Linked DNA regions of Triticum aestivum: region 2 is linked to region 1. A link is a contact called in public Hi-C data. All regions are on one chromosome and are shown on one strand. Each heading gives the region's core, a stretch centred on a gene start, on an enhancer-like site or on the middle of the called end of the contact. The rest is flanking DNA. Distances are from core to core; before and after follow the strand shown. Region 1 holds the start of LOC123099121 (flavin-containing monooxygenase FMO GS-OX-like 2). Region 2 holds the start of LOC123099122.

Region 1 (3,726 bases), core at 580-3,079:
AAATGTAAATTTACGATATTACCACTGAGAATTAAATGGAGAGATTCCTTTTGAGAACAATAAGACACTATATTGAATTCATGCTCTAGCCAACTCATCCAAAAGTCTGAACTGATGGGGCGGGCAATATATTTCAACACCCCCCGTCACATCTAGACTTATTAGTCCCCCATCACATCTAGACTTATTAGTCCTTAGACATGGGATTTATGTTGGCCGCAGAATCATTTTTTTAATACTGCATTGGCAGGGTCTTGAACTCAAGACCTCTTGGCTCGGATACCATATTAAGATATTCCTATCAACCAACTATCCCAAAAAGACCGATCTGATAGGAAGAGGAGATATAGTATATATGACACCCCCTTCACATCTGACGAGGATATGTAATGATTAACACCTCCCCTCACGCCCGACGTGGGCTTGGATAAATGATTGGGGAAAATGCGGGGACTGAGACTTGAACCCAAGACCTCAGGTCGGATACAATATTGAATTCATGCTCCAACCAACTCATCCAAAAGTCCGAACTGATAGAGAGAGGCGGGTAATACATTTCAACACACTATTAGCAATGAGCTACAACAATCAAACCATGAAAAAATAGCTCATGAAAACCATGGTGGGTGCGAAACACCCTAAAGATCATCCTATTGAAGAAGTATAATAATCAAAACAAATCAAGTAACAAAACAATCCAGGTCCATCCATTAGACTGAATCACACCAAAATCACCCCAAACCATGTTCAGAATGAGATACCGAACGCACAGATTCAGGGGTGTTTCGATGAGCTAATCGAGCACATGATCTGTGACCCCTGCTTGTTGTCCTTTGCTAATCAAGCCATCCATCACGGATAAACAACAACCCTGAACCACCCTGCTGTATCCCAGTTTGTGCTAGCCTTCTTAAGGCAAACTTGTTTAACTTATGTCTGTACTCAGATATTGTTGCTTCCGCTGACTCGTCTATGATCGAGCACTTGTATTCGAGCCCTCGAGGCCCCTAGCTTGTATTATGATGCTTGTATGACTTATTTATGTTTTAGAGTTGTGTTGTGATATCTTCCCGTGAGTCCCTGATCTTGATCGTACACGTTTGCGTGCATGATTAGTGTACGATTGAATCGGGGGCGTCACATACCGAACGCACAGATTCAGGGGTGTTTCGATGAGTTAATCGAGCACATGATCTGTGACCCCTGCTTGCTGTCCTATGCTAATCAAGCCATCCATCGCGGATAAACAACAACCCTGAACCACCCTGCTGTGGACCTATGACCTGAAAACTTGACAGCGACAGACCAATCATGTGCAAGGAGACATAACACATAGGAAAAAAATGGATAGAGGAGGGCAGCAAGAAGACTAAAAAAACCTTCCGCCGGTGACAGGTGCTTGTTGATGGCGAGCCAGACGGAGAGTTCCACCTAGCTCCTCTCCAGACCAACATCTCTCCTACCTCAAGCTGCTTGCAAGGGGCTTGTCGCTTGCCATGGATCTCCGGCCAGCCCCTGCCGCTAATCACCGGCGAGGCGCCCCCTTCCCTCCGCCGCGGTGACCCGCAAACCCAAAATGAAAGAGAAGTGCAATAGAGCAAAAAGAACCCGACACAAACAACCCAGTACGCGAGACCGAGGACCCTCGAGCTACCGAGATTCGTGCAGATCGGACCGCCACAAAAACAACCTGAGGCGAAATAACTTTTTTAGGAAAAGTGCAGAATTAAAAGCCACGTGCAGGAATAGCAAACCAGTGAAAAAAAAGGGGAAAAAAAAGAAGGCGGCTGTGAAGACAGGAGAACGCGACTTTTCCTCGTCCTGCGACTGCGACGCCAGCTGAAAGAAGCTGAAGATTCGCTAGCAGAGCACGCCAGAGACTTTCCCCGATGCCGTCCTGCTCGCGCGTCGCCGTGATCGGCGCGGGGGCGGCGGGCCTGGCGGCGGCGCGCGAGCTGCGGCGCGAGGGCCACGCGCCCGTCGTCTTCGAGCGCGCCGCGGCCGTGGGCGGCACCTGGCGCTACGACGCCGCCGAGGACGCCGCCGACCCGCTCGGCGCCGGCGGCGCGCACTCGAGCCTCTACGCGTCCCTCCGCACCAACCTCCCCCGCGAGAGCATGGGCTTCCTCGACTTCCCCTTCGTCGCGGGCCGCTCCTCAGCCGACCCGCGCAGGTTCCCCGGGCACCCGGAGGTGCTCCGGTACCTCGAGGCGTTCGCGCGGCGGTTCGACCTCCTCGGGCTGGTCCGGTTCGAGACGGAGGTCGTCAGCGTCCGCCGAAGCAGGGACGACGGCGCGGGCGCGGCGGGCTGGAGGGTCTCGTACCGCTCGAGGAGGCCCGACGGCGCCGGCGGCGAGCCGGAGGAGGAGGTGTTCGACGCCGTGGTCGTCTGCAACGGCCACTTCACCGAGCCACGCGTCGCCGCCATCGCCGGTAATTCCCTCGGCCCGATCTATCCCCTGCTGATGGCTAGCACTAGCAGTAGGCAGCATGCAGCTACTTCCGATGGATCCGATCTTTTCTGACAACCATGAGTAGCAGTTGCTCAATGGAATAGTTACGTTCAGCTTGCATTAGCTGTCTAAGGGTACCCGGGACTTTGCAATCGACAATTTGTTGCCTGAACTTCTTGCCGATGTAGCGAGCTCGTGGTCGTGGGCGAGGGAATTGCATCTTCTGCCAACAACACTGATGCGATGCGGTGTGATGAGAAATTCTTCAGGATGTCGGCCACAAGAGGGAAACAGATGGACAGGTTCGAGGACCACCACATCACCGGTAAACTTTGGCTATTTCTTTCAAATCAATCAGTGGCAGGGCTGCTATTGTCTCAGCTTTCTCCACTGTCGAGCAACGATCATTGCTTTGGCATACAGAGGCAAGCACTTGACCTCGATCATCCCTGGCCACCGCACCAATTCACCAGATTCAGAGAAGAGGCGGCGTCAAAGAAACTGACCATCAGATTTAGAGTAGCAACAGAGTTCTATTTCTGACAGTTTCAGATTGCAGATCCAGCAACATCTGAAGTCAATCCTCTCCAGTGAACCTGAAAGCGACCTCTTTCAGGAGCTCCCAAACAGCCCTCATGGCTGCTCTCAAAGCTCTGCTCCTTGTGCAAGCAATCACAGCGTGGAACTCGCCCTCCATTTCATTGCCACAAATCTCACACATGTTCTCCTTGACAGTTGTTCTCCTGAAAGCATTCTGTTTTGTGGCAAGCCAAAGATTTTGATTTTCTCACGAATTCTAGCTTTCCAAATCAGTCCCCAAATGTTTCTGTCACCTGCATCCCTAAAAGAGCTAGAGGCAGCAGCTGTAGCATTGTTTCTGATCTCATATGCCAGTTTATATGCACTTTTGATAGTGAAGACTCCGGACTTTTCATAGTGCCATGCTACACAGTCCTCTACCATATTTGAGGGAATTCTCATTTTGCAGATCTCTTCCGCATCAATGGGTTGGAAAATTTGGTTGATCAACTCTGTGTTCTACTCACTTGTATCTGGATGCATAAGTTGATTAACCCACGGAAGCCTCGATCTCTTTATAAATTCTGCAGTTCTGAGCCCGTCTTTCCTAGGTATCCTCTGAATCTGAATCTGAATGCTTCTTCCGTTTCCCACTCACCAAATCAGACCCATTTTTAAGAGCTAAAGGCCAAAGTTGATGCCTCTCCAGGCTGGAGACGCGTCCGAGGAGAAAACTGTATCCAGAAGGTTTCCA
Region 2 (3,580 bases), core at 539-3,038, 170 kb before region 1:
ACAATGGCATGGTGTGAACATTATTGACAATGCAACCTTGCAGGACACAAGTTTGAACCCAAAGCACACAACTGCAGCCTACATGTAGTAATCGAGATTCATTACTCAGACATTCATTTTTTTATAATGACAATCTGAGTTCTAATGTCAAGGACCATTCAATTGCTATCAAACGAACTTATTATTAGTAAGGCATTCGGCTCTGCATTTCTTAGTTTTGCTGTTTTACTCTACCAAAGTAGACAATTATAGTTATATTAACATAACTAGGCAGGGCAGGGCAGGGCAGGGAAGGGATGCTCTTGAACTCACCGAAACGAACATGGGCAGCATTCTCCCTTGGATAACACTGAGAATTATCCACAAACCCAGCATTGCGCTTGGCATAGTCACTGAACCGGGCAGGAGACAAGATCTCCACATCATCATCGTCGTCCTCGGACGTCGCCGGCTTCTCTAGATCGATCATACGGCGGTAACCGGACCTCCCCTGCACACCACCACCATGGTCAGGTTTCCTCCTGACAGAAGAACCCTCAGCGCCCAAATTCCCTGCAACCCCATTGCCACACCAAATGGCCTGCTTGCCTCCTGACAGATCCGGATCAATCTGTGGCAGCAAAGCAGAGAGACTTGTCGATTTAGCAGCAGGAATTTGGGGAAAGTTTAGGTGATTCCTGTTTGGCCTGGCCTGAATAGCATAGCGTAGCTCACCATGTGGATGTGGGATTGGGAGGAAGTGGCCATGGCCATGGAATGGGTGGGAACAGGATAGAGGACATCGTGGGATTGCTCCCAGAAGGGCGCATCAGGCCTGAGATTCCTCTGCGCCCAATACAGCCTATGCAGGTCCTCCACCTAGAAACACCAAATCAGATGCAACCACATGAGCAAGGGAAATACGATATTTAACAGTACAACAATCAATTAACTTTATATCTATCCACTCCGTCGAAGAAATTGCGAAAATAATTGGCTTTTATTCGTGGGTATATATTTTTTAATCGTGATTTACACGGGCTGGCTAGTGAGGAAAGAAGGGATTTTTGCGGGGAGCAAGTAGGTAAGCAGGGGAAGGGAAGGCACCTGGTGGCGGTAGGCGTGTTCTTGGCGGAGCATTGCGTGGGCGAGGCGGTGGTCCTGGGGCGCGGGCTCCGGCGACGGCGGCGCGCAGTTGAGATCCAAATCCATGACGGCGGCCATGATCTGCCCCCTCTCCCTCTCCCTTTTGACTGTTTGTACCCAACAACAACCAACAGAGAAGCTAATTCAGATCAAACAAACAAATCGAGCAGCGGAAAGAAACTCGCAAACAACCAACCAACCAAAATAAACCAAGCACCGGATTGAAACAAGAAAACATCAGCCAAGATTACTTACCGCGAGGAGGAAAAACAATTGGAGGCCGATGCGGGGGAGGCTACTGGTCTCCTCCTCCTGCTCCTTTCTGCATGCTTTTCTTGTGATGTTTTTCCTCTCCCCTCTCTCTTTCTTTCCCCAGGCAGGCAGGCAGGCAGGCAGAGGGAGGCAGCTCTCTCTTTCACCACATCTCGGGCGTCGCTGTTGCGCCGAGTTGTTTTCTTCCTCCCCCTATCTGCGATGAATCTGCCCCCTGCTCCTTTTTTACCGCTGGACAGCGAGCGAGGAGCCGAGCCGATCTGGGTCTCCTCCCACGGGATAGAGGGGAGCTCGCTGTGGTTGCTCTGGGTGCCGCTGTCCCGTCTCAGCTGTACTGTCAGCTACTCCTCTCTCCCTCTCCCTCTCTCTCTCTCCTGCTTTTCTCCTCTCTGCTTCTCTGCAGCCGCTGCTCTCTCTTTTGGAGTAGGAGTATTTTTTTACTGCTAGAGTGAGCACTGCTCTGGCAATTGGACCCCTGCAATGCACTGTTTGCTTTTCTCCTCCAAAAGCTTGGGTCTTTGGAACTACTGCTTGCTGTGAATTCGGATCCCTTCCTCCCTCCCACTCCTACCACTGCACTTCCATTTGGTGCTACTGCTGCTGCCACAGAGTCTGTCAATTATGCTCCCACCATGATTCTGAAATTTTGAGCAGTAATTTTTCCCTGCAGAAATTCGGTGGTTTTGGTTTGGTGTGAAATTCCTTGGTACTAGGATCAACAAGGGATAATAATATCTTGGGCTTGGCCTGGCCGACCCAGGGCAGGGCGGGGACAGTCTGTCTGTGGACGTATGGCTGCATTGAATAATGGATGAATAAAGTAGTACTGGTACGACTAGTATCTCGTGTGGGTGTGCGATGCTGATGAGATGATCTCTGTGTGTGTTGCTTGTTGGCCTGCGTGTCAAACTGTGGAAGGGGTCGGGGGCGCCCGGATGGGATGGATCCCTGTCGGCCTCACTACAATTTGCTTGCCGAATAATCACACGGTTTAAGCCAACGACTAACTGATAACTATGCATGCATGCTCCCTGCTTAGAAAGGGACGTGTCATCTATAGCCAAGCTTATAGCCAGCAAATACTCCCAAGTAGTGATCTAAATATTTTTATATTACTTTACGGAGGGGTACAGTAGTTAGTGGATATAAAGATGTGCTGCTTTATTACTATATGGCCCATCTGTCATTTTCACATATTGCCTAGGAGCACGTGCTGCAGTTAGCTCTTATTTTGTAGCGGGCTCCCCTTCTCGCCCCACCATGTCAGCAGAAAAATAATATTTTAACTATTATAGCCTACTCCCTCCATCCCAAAATAAGTGTCTCAAACTTAGTACAACTTTGTACTAGAGCTAGTACAAAGTTGAGACAATTATTTTGAGACGGAGGGAGTACTTACATAATCTTATTGTACTTGCACTTACGAAATCTAGTCTTACAAGAAGTGTGCGTGTGACTTTGCATTTATGATGAACTTTCACAGTAACCAATTAACCAGCTTCACAAAACTTAAGTTTACTAAGGTTTCATATGAAAGCTTGACGCGTCCTTTTCATGCCACCTTTAGGTTGGCCACTTTGTAAGTCGCGATCCACCACCGTCTTGTGCTGTGTTCCTAGAAGAAGTAGCGTGTTGTGGAGTAGGGAATATCCACTTCATGCATGCCCGGAAATAACCAGAAGAATAATCAACATGTGAGAGAATAAGGCGAAAAAAATGGAAAAGAGATGATGAGGAAGAGAGGTGGAAATATATAGTGGTGGTGATAGGAAAGAGACAAGGAAAGCTGTTACGGGAGAATAACTATACTGGTACTACTCAAAATATATACCTGTACGTGTGGAATTATAATATTCTTTTTTGCGGGTAGTGAAATTTTAATCGTGTACGCATAAAATTCCTAGTTGTTTTCTGAGGCCCATGGCAAGAGTGTCGTTTTCATGCGCTTTAGATTGACCGTTTTGTAAGAGCGTCTACGATGTGGCAAATCCGGCGCCTATAAGTCCGCGGACGCGCCCGGGTCGCCCCTCATTTATCATGTCTGGCAATTACATACCTCAAATCTAGACTGTCAAATACATGCACAGCCATGCACGTCCATCATACACGTCAATATTGCACATAAATAACAAATGTTGGTATCAAAAATACGTAGTTCTTATTGTTTATTTTAAGTACACAA

The links. A called contact is a pair of places that touch in the nucleus more often than the background predicts.
Region 2: a Hi-C map of leaf shows a contact between it and region 1, with 4 times the contacts expected there. The contact joins the promoter of LOC123099122 here to the promoter of LOC123099121 in region 1. A contact is called at or near these places in 5 of 5 Hi-C or Micro-C datasets (leaf, root and an unstated tissue).

Annotation. Positions count from the first base shown.
Region 1 is chr4D:507,738,654-507,742,379 of IWGSC CS RefSeq v2.1, reverse strand. It overlaps LOC123099121 (flavin-containing monooxygenase FMO GS-OX-like 2), which reads left to right and starts at 1,829. Exons shown (of 7, transcript XM_044521266.1): 1 at 1,829-2,433. The coding sequence starts at 1,890.
Region 2 is chr4D:507,908,719-507,912,298 of IWGSC CS RefSeq v2.1, reverse strand. It overlaps LOC123099122, which reads right to left and starts at 1,788. Exons shown (of 5, transcript XM_044521267.1): 1 at 1,381-1,788; 2 at 1,087-1,232; 3 at 715-858; 4 at 313-610. The coding sequence starts at 1,203.